2 separate regions of the Zea mays genome follow, and region 1 is linked to region 2. A link is a contact called in public Hi-C data. All regions are on one chromosome and are shown on one strand. Each heading gives the region's core, a stretch centred on a gene start, on an enhancer-like site or on the middle of the called end of the contact. The rest is flanking DNA. Distances are from core to core; before and after follow the strand shown.

What was found. A called contact is a pair of places that touch in the nucleus more often than the background predicts.
Region 1: a Hi-C map of bundle sheath shows a contact between it and region 2, with 2.8 times the contacts expected there. The contact joins the enhancer-like site here to the promoter of LOC103627496 in region 2. A contact is called at or near these places in 12 of 25 Hi-C or Micro-C datasets (bundle sheath, ear, endosperm and 5 more) and 1 of 3 datasets of contacts at active chromatin or transcription factors (seedling).

The regions. Positions count from the first base shown.
Region 1 is chr5:195,595,656-195,598,398 of Zm-B73-REFERENCE-NAM-5.0, reverse strand. No RefSeq gene overlaps it. Among protein-coding and RNA genes, the nearest start is that of LOC103627498, 45 kb to the right of the region's middle. Within about 2 kb of position 1,463, at least 17 of the 20 cell types and tissues checked have an H3K27ac peak or open chromatin away from gene starts, as enhancers often do. A contact at or near this core is called in bundle sheath, ear, endosperm and 4 more, where this site is marked.
Region 2 is chr5:195,467,391-195,470,326 of Zm-B73-REFERENCE-NAM-5.0, reverse strand. It overlaps LOC103627496, which reads left to right and starts at 1,284. Exons shown (of 3, transcript XM_008647784.4): 1 at 1,284-2,157; 2 at 2,270-2,421; 3 at 2,566-2,936. The coding sequence starts at 1,668.

The sequences.
Region 1 (2,743 bases), core at 214-2,713, 130 kb before region 2:
CATTCTTACTTGTTCAAACATTGGATTAGGTTGAATTCGGATCGGGTCAAGTCAAGATCAGGTTGTGGGTTGTCTAGCACAACTCGTTTTTGACTCGTGTCTAGTGTAGTGTCAAGTCGGGTCAAGGCCGGATCATGAATTGTTTGACACAGACTGTGCCTGACCCATGCCTAATGCTGTATTGGGTTGGCTCAAGTTCGAGTTATGGGTTGTTTGGCACGACCTATGTCTAATGTCGAGTCGGGTTGGGTTGGCCCGTGACTCCCTAAAGCATGTGTCGTGTCAGGTTCTTGTTTGGGTTGTGTTAGGGTTTTTGGGTTCGAGTCGGGTTTTAGGTTGCGTCGGCTTTTGAGTAAAACATCATAGCCCGCCCTAGCCCATGGATTATAGCGGATCAAAAACTATGGCACATATTCGTCCGTTGTAATGATCAGGTCAATTAGGTAAGGTTTTTTCGGACGGGTCAAATTGGATCAAGTTTTTTTTTGGGACTGGTCAGATTGGGTTGGTAGGGTCAGGCGACCCAAAGACAAAGCCACACGAGTGATAAAAAACTACATGTGTGATTTTGATAATCGAGACAACCGATGACAAGTCTAAATTTTAGGATTGTGAATAAGCTTGGTTAGATGTACATCTATGTTTGACCAAGAATGACAATCATAAAAAATAATGAAGTATTCAAATAAAAGGTATAGCCACGATATTTTGTTTTGCTGGTCAAGGGAAAAATGTGTCATTAAATTTAATATAGATAGTCGTAATATTAAATAGAGAGTTTAATTGGAATCTGAGTCATACAGTGTCATGAGGTATTGAAACAATGTGCATTTTAGGATGTGTTTGGATGGAAGGACGAGGAAGGACGAAGAGGGATGAGATGAGATCATTTTAACTTGACCCACGTTTGTTTTGGAGATCCAGAGTCAGAGTCAAGAAATATTGTTCAAAAATGGTGGATGAGGTCATCCCTCAAAAAATAAGGGACGGGGTCAGCTCAGGGTTGATCTCGTCCCATCCCTAATTGACACCGAACCAAACGCTTCATTATATAGGTCAAATGACACACTCGGAGAGCAAGAAAAAATATTTATGAAAAACACTAAAAAATGCTAACTATGCTCTTTAAGTCTTGGTATGCTTGGCAAGAGACGACAAAGTGCTTTGAGTGTAACTTTTCTGGACGTATTCAGTGAAGCATTAGATGGGTGCATCGGACAGTAGGCGGAAGGCATCCAGATTTGTAATTTTTCGAAACCAAGATATAATATTGAGATATAGAATATATTAAATATAAAAACAAAAAGCGCCTCTGTTAGGGCACGAATTGGAATTGGACCGTTGCTGGATATGTCAATGGATATATATGCCGTTAGGCTTTTCTGTTGGCCAAGTGGGCCACGCCCACGCGGCTGAGAGCGCAGGCTTGACAAGGTGCGTGTGTTGCCGCAGCGCGCACGAATATTTGGGCCGCCATGGGCTGTAGTCAGCCGACCATTGGAAGGTGCGTGTGCATGTGTGGGCGTCTGGCTATGTGGAGCAACTGGTTTCCGAGCGGAAGGAGAGGGAGCCGACCGGTTGCAGGTGGGCTGGGCCGCCCAGAATTTCCGAGACCCCAGGCTATAATTTCCGGAGTGGGCTATTGCTCCTCATCGAGAGAATGGGGGAAGGATTTATCCTTTCTTCTCTCTTTTCTCTTCACCCCTCTTGCTCATTGTTTTGAAAACTAGGGGAGAGAAGCCCATGTATTGAGCTCCAAATAGAGAAGAGATGCATTTTTTCTCTACGCTTATCTCCATTTCATGAGCTTACAACTAATTTCTTGAGAGAGATTGAGTGAGTTATATTTTGTGGCACTATGCGGTCTTTGCGACGGTTTAGGGTTGGTGTTTTATGGTCTCCGTTGAAGAATACGTGGTGTTTGTGGGTAGCTCCAAAATAAGATTTTTTTGGGAGGTATTGTCGTAAGATCATGAAGGAAAACTGGTGGTGGATAGAGGTGCGAGGAACAACAAATGGTACAGTACAGCTATATCAAAATTCAAAATGCTAGAGGCTTTTTTTTTCCTGTGAGCGCTCCCTTGTGGACAGAGTGATCTACAGTAACATTAGCCTTACCTGAACAAGGATAAAGTAATTAGCAATGCACCAAAACTCGTCATCAAAAAATTGCAACAGATGGTCTGGTTGTACCTGCAAAACATTGTTAAGACTGATTTCCATTTAACCGTGCTGAATTTCAATGCTGCAAGAGCATCTCTGAAATCTGTGATATTTTTTTTTCATGATTGCTTGGATTTATTTTCGTTGGCAAAAAAAATTATATTCCTATGGCTTTCAAACGGTGTCCAGGAATTCCACCTTGACAAGGCTACACTACAGCTACAGTATAGATGGTCAATAAGCATGATGTCCGTGAGCCCGGCATGAAGGCCGCTGTTTAGGTCCGGTCCGAGCCCAGCACGACCCGGTTCTATGCGGGCCCGTACCGGCCCGGCACGAATAAGCGGGCCGGGCTCGGACAGGAAACTAGGCACGGTGGGCTAGCCCGGCACGGCCCGTTTACCCCTAGTCCTGTTAAGCCCGCTTTTTTACACTAAAACATGTTTATCGGCCCGCTTTTCGACCCGTTTTTTTCGTGCTAGACCCGCTGCAGGCCAGGCTCGGACAGAAAATCGAGCCCGCGTGCCTAGACATCCCGACCCGGTTTTCTAACCGTGTTTGGCGGGCCGGGCCCAAAACG
Region 2 (2,936 bases), core at 35-2,534:
CGGCACAACGCTGCTCCACTACTTTGATTAAATGAGCGAGTGCTCTTCGGAGCTTTGTGTTCTCTGAATCCATGGTCTACATAAAACATATGGTTCTGTTAATATACGTACCTGAAAATTTTATGTATACCGTGGCCTAGTTGCTAAATTGATGGTAAATATACTCGGAACCAGCTACTATTGGCAATAGGCAGTTCAAATATTGATGAAGATTACTCAATATTGTTGTGCCAAACAACTGGTGTTATCACTAGTGGCCATGATTCAGTGTGTCAAATACCACTCGCCATGTATTTTTGAATACACATTGATTCCTACAACAACAAAGCTTCTAGCAGAATGCAATTTTCTTAATTTCAACATCAATTATCAACAGAAAACCTAGGGGTCAAGGAATCCTAGAACCATCGATTGAATGTTGCCTGAACCCTAAACCCTAGATCTGGACGATTTGCAGCATATGAAGTACGAGAACCATACAAAGGAGAATGGATCTGCAATGTTGACAACCGAAGCTTTGTACCTTGTTCTCTTTGGATCTGGAGCACCCGACCGAATGGAAGACGATGTCGATGGCAGCGAGGAGTTGCGCTTGCGTTTCTCCGCACCTTCCTTCGTCGGCGCCGTGGATCTTCTCAGCCTCTTCGCGATGGCGGTTCGACGTCGACGAACACCGACGGTTGCACCCGAGTCTTGGATCTTTGTCTCATCGCCGGCCACCTCCTTGCCTCCAGCCATCGAAAGCGGTCCGCCGCTGGACCCGCTCGCGCACGGCCTCTTGGAGCCCAGCTTGGCCGGCTCCGCCGACGAGCCGCGCCGCGAGGCCCCCTCGCCGAGATGGATCAAAGTCGCCAGCGACGGGACAACAGAGCGTCCGGATTTTTCACCACCACGGGAGCCCGAACCCTCGCCCGGATAGCAGACGCTTGGAAGTCTCTACATCTAGAGTGCGTGTGGCATCCTCTAAAATTTAGAGTGTTATTTAGAGTGCCTTGCTGGGCACCTAGAGTACCACTCTGAATCCTAAATTTAGAGTACAGAACGGTTTATCGAGCCAGCCTTAGGCCTTAGCCCATAGGAGTGGTGATCAATTTTGACGGTGATAATGAACTGTTTACAATGTTATATCATACAGTACAACTTTTTTTTTGTAAGGAGACCATACGTACAGCTTTTACTTGCACAGAGTGCTCGCGCGTACTGACACGAGTCGGCAGCTTACAACATCATCCACACCGCAACACACAGCTCATGCAGCTGTACACTTGACGCTCAGCAAAGCAGCAGAGAGTACGCGGATGGATTTGGGATACGCGTAACCTCCATCTGAATACGTCCGATGCGATGCTCCTCCCTTTTCCCACCACCTCCCGTCTTCGCTGATCCCGTCAATCGCCTTTCTCCTCTTCCACGTCCTCCTTTCTACCCTCTTCGGGGCGTGTTCATAGCAAACGCGCCATCAAGATGATCGACGCCGATAATAAGTACGTATCACTCCCTCGAATGCTACTAAACCCTCCTAAACCAGCTCGGCGCGCAGGCAACTTCTCTATCTCCACTGCTCGCCTCGCAATCCAGCTCCAGCCGCGACCCTCCCTACCTACATACGCTAGGTCGTCGCTAGCTACCTAGCTTGAAGTTTGCGACTTATTAGTCTCGAAGCGAGAATGGGAGCTGCCTCGTCGCGGGAAGGGGACGCTGCCCGCGCGGCGGCGCGCGAGCACACGAAGCGGTGCCGGGAGCGGCGGCGGCTCGCGCGGGAGGCCGTGCGCCTGCGGCGGCACCTCGCGGCCTCGCACGCCGCGTACCTCCGGTCGCTCGGCGTCGTCGCGTCCGCGCTCACGCGCTTCGCGGTCGGCGAGCCGCTCCCGGTGTCCGACCACACCCCGCCCGCCGTGATCGCGCACCGCCCGGTCGTCGTCCCGTCCTCGCCTCCGCCGTTGCTCCGCGCCATCGACCAACAACCGCAGCCCGAGGCGCGGCGGGGCGGCGCCGTTCCTGCTGACGTCGGCGCTGTTTTTGAGGAGACGAGGATGGTGGTGAGGCACCGGAGCCTCGCGGAGGTCGCGGCGGGGCTGGAGGAGTACTTTGTCAAGGCCAGCGTCGCCGGAGACACGGTGTCGGCCCTGTTTGAGGCCAGTACCACCGAGTTCAACGGTAAGCCGCCGCGGCGTCACAGACTCACAATACACACTGACTGGCCAATGAGATGAGAAGACGCGTGTGGTGTGTGATGTCTCACTGACTGGCCAGCTGAATTTGCTCGCAGGTGCCTCAGCCTCACACAGCTTCTTGGGCGCGCTCTGCTGCCTTTCGGCGCCAACGCTCGACCGCATCGACAGCATGAGCAGCCGGCAGAGGCACAGCGCCACCTTGCAGCAGCTCCTGGCATGGGAGAAGAAGCTCTACAAGGAAGTCAAGGTGATCGAACAAAATTAAAGACACTGACAAGAGACAACATATATATACCTAATTGCTAAAAGCAGTCACGATGGTATATAGTTTGTGTTACCGCTGTCATGATTAGATGTTACCGCTGGAATAACGTGATGTTACCACACGCAGGCCAGAGAGAAATCGCAAATAAGGCACGACAAGAAGCTCGCTGAGCTGCGGGACCAGGAGTACAGCCGGAAGATCGACGTCGACATCCAGAAGCTCAAGGCGGCGTGGGACAGGGCGCGCGGGCAGCTGGAGACGGCCTCCCAGTCCGTGGACGCGACCTCCTCCGCCATCTCCCAGCTCCGCGACGCCCACCTCGCGCGCCAGCTCCTGGAGCTCTGCCACGCCGTGCTCGACATGTGGCGGGCGATGCGGCAGCACCACGAGGCGCAGGGCCTGCTCGCGCAGCAGCTGCGCGGGCTGAGCAGCCGCACGTCCATGGACCCCACGAGCGAGATCCACCACCGGGCCACGCGGGCGCTCGAGGCCGCCAT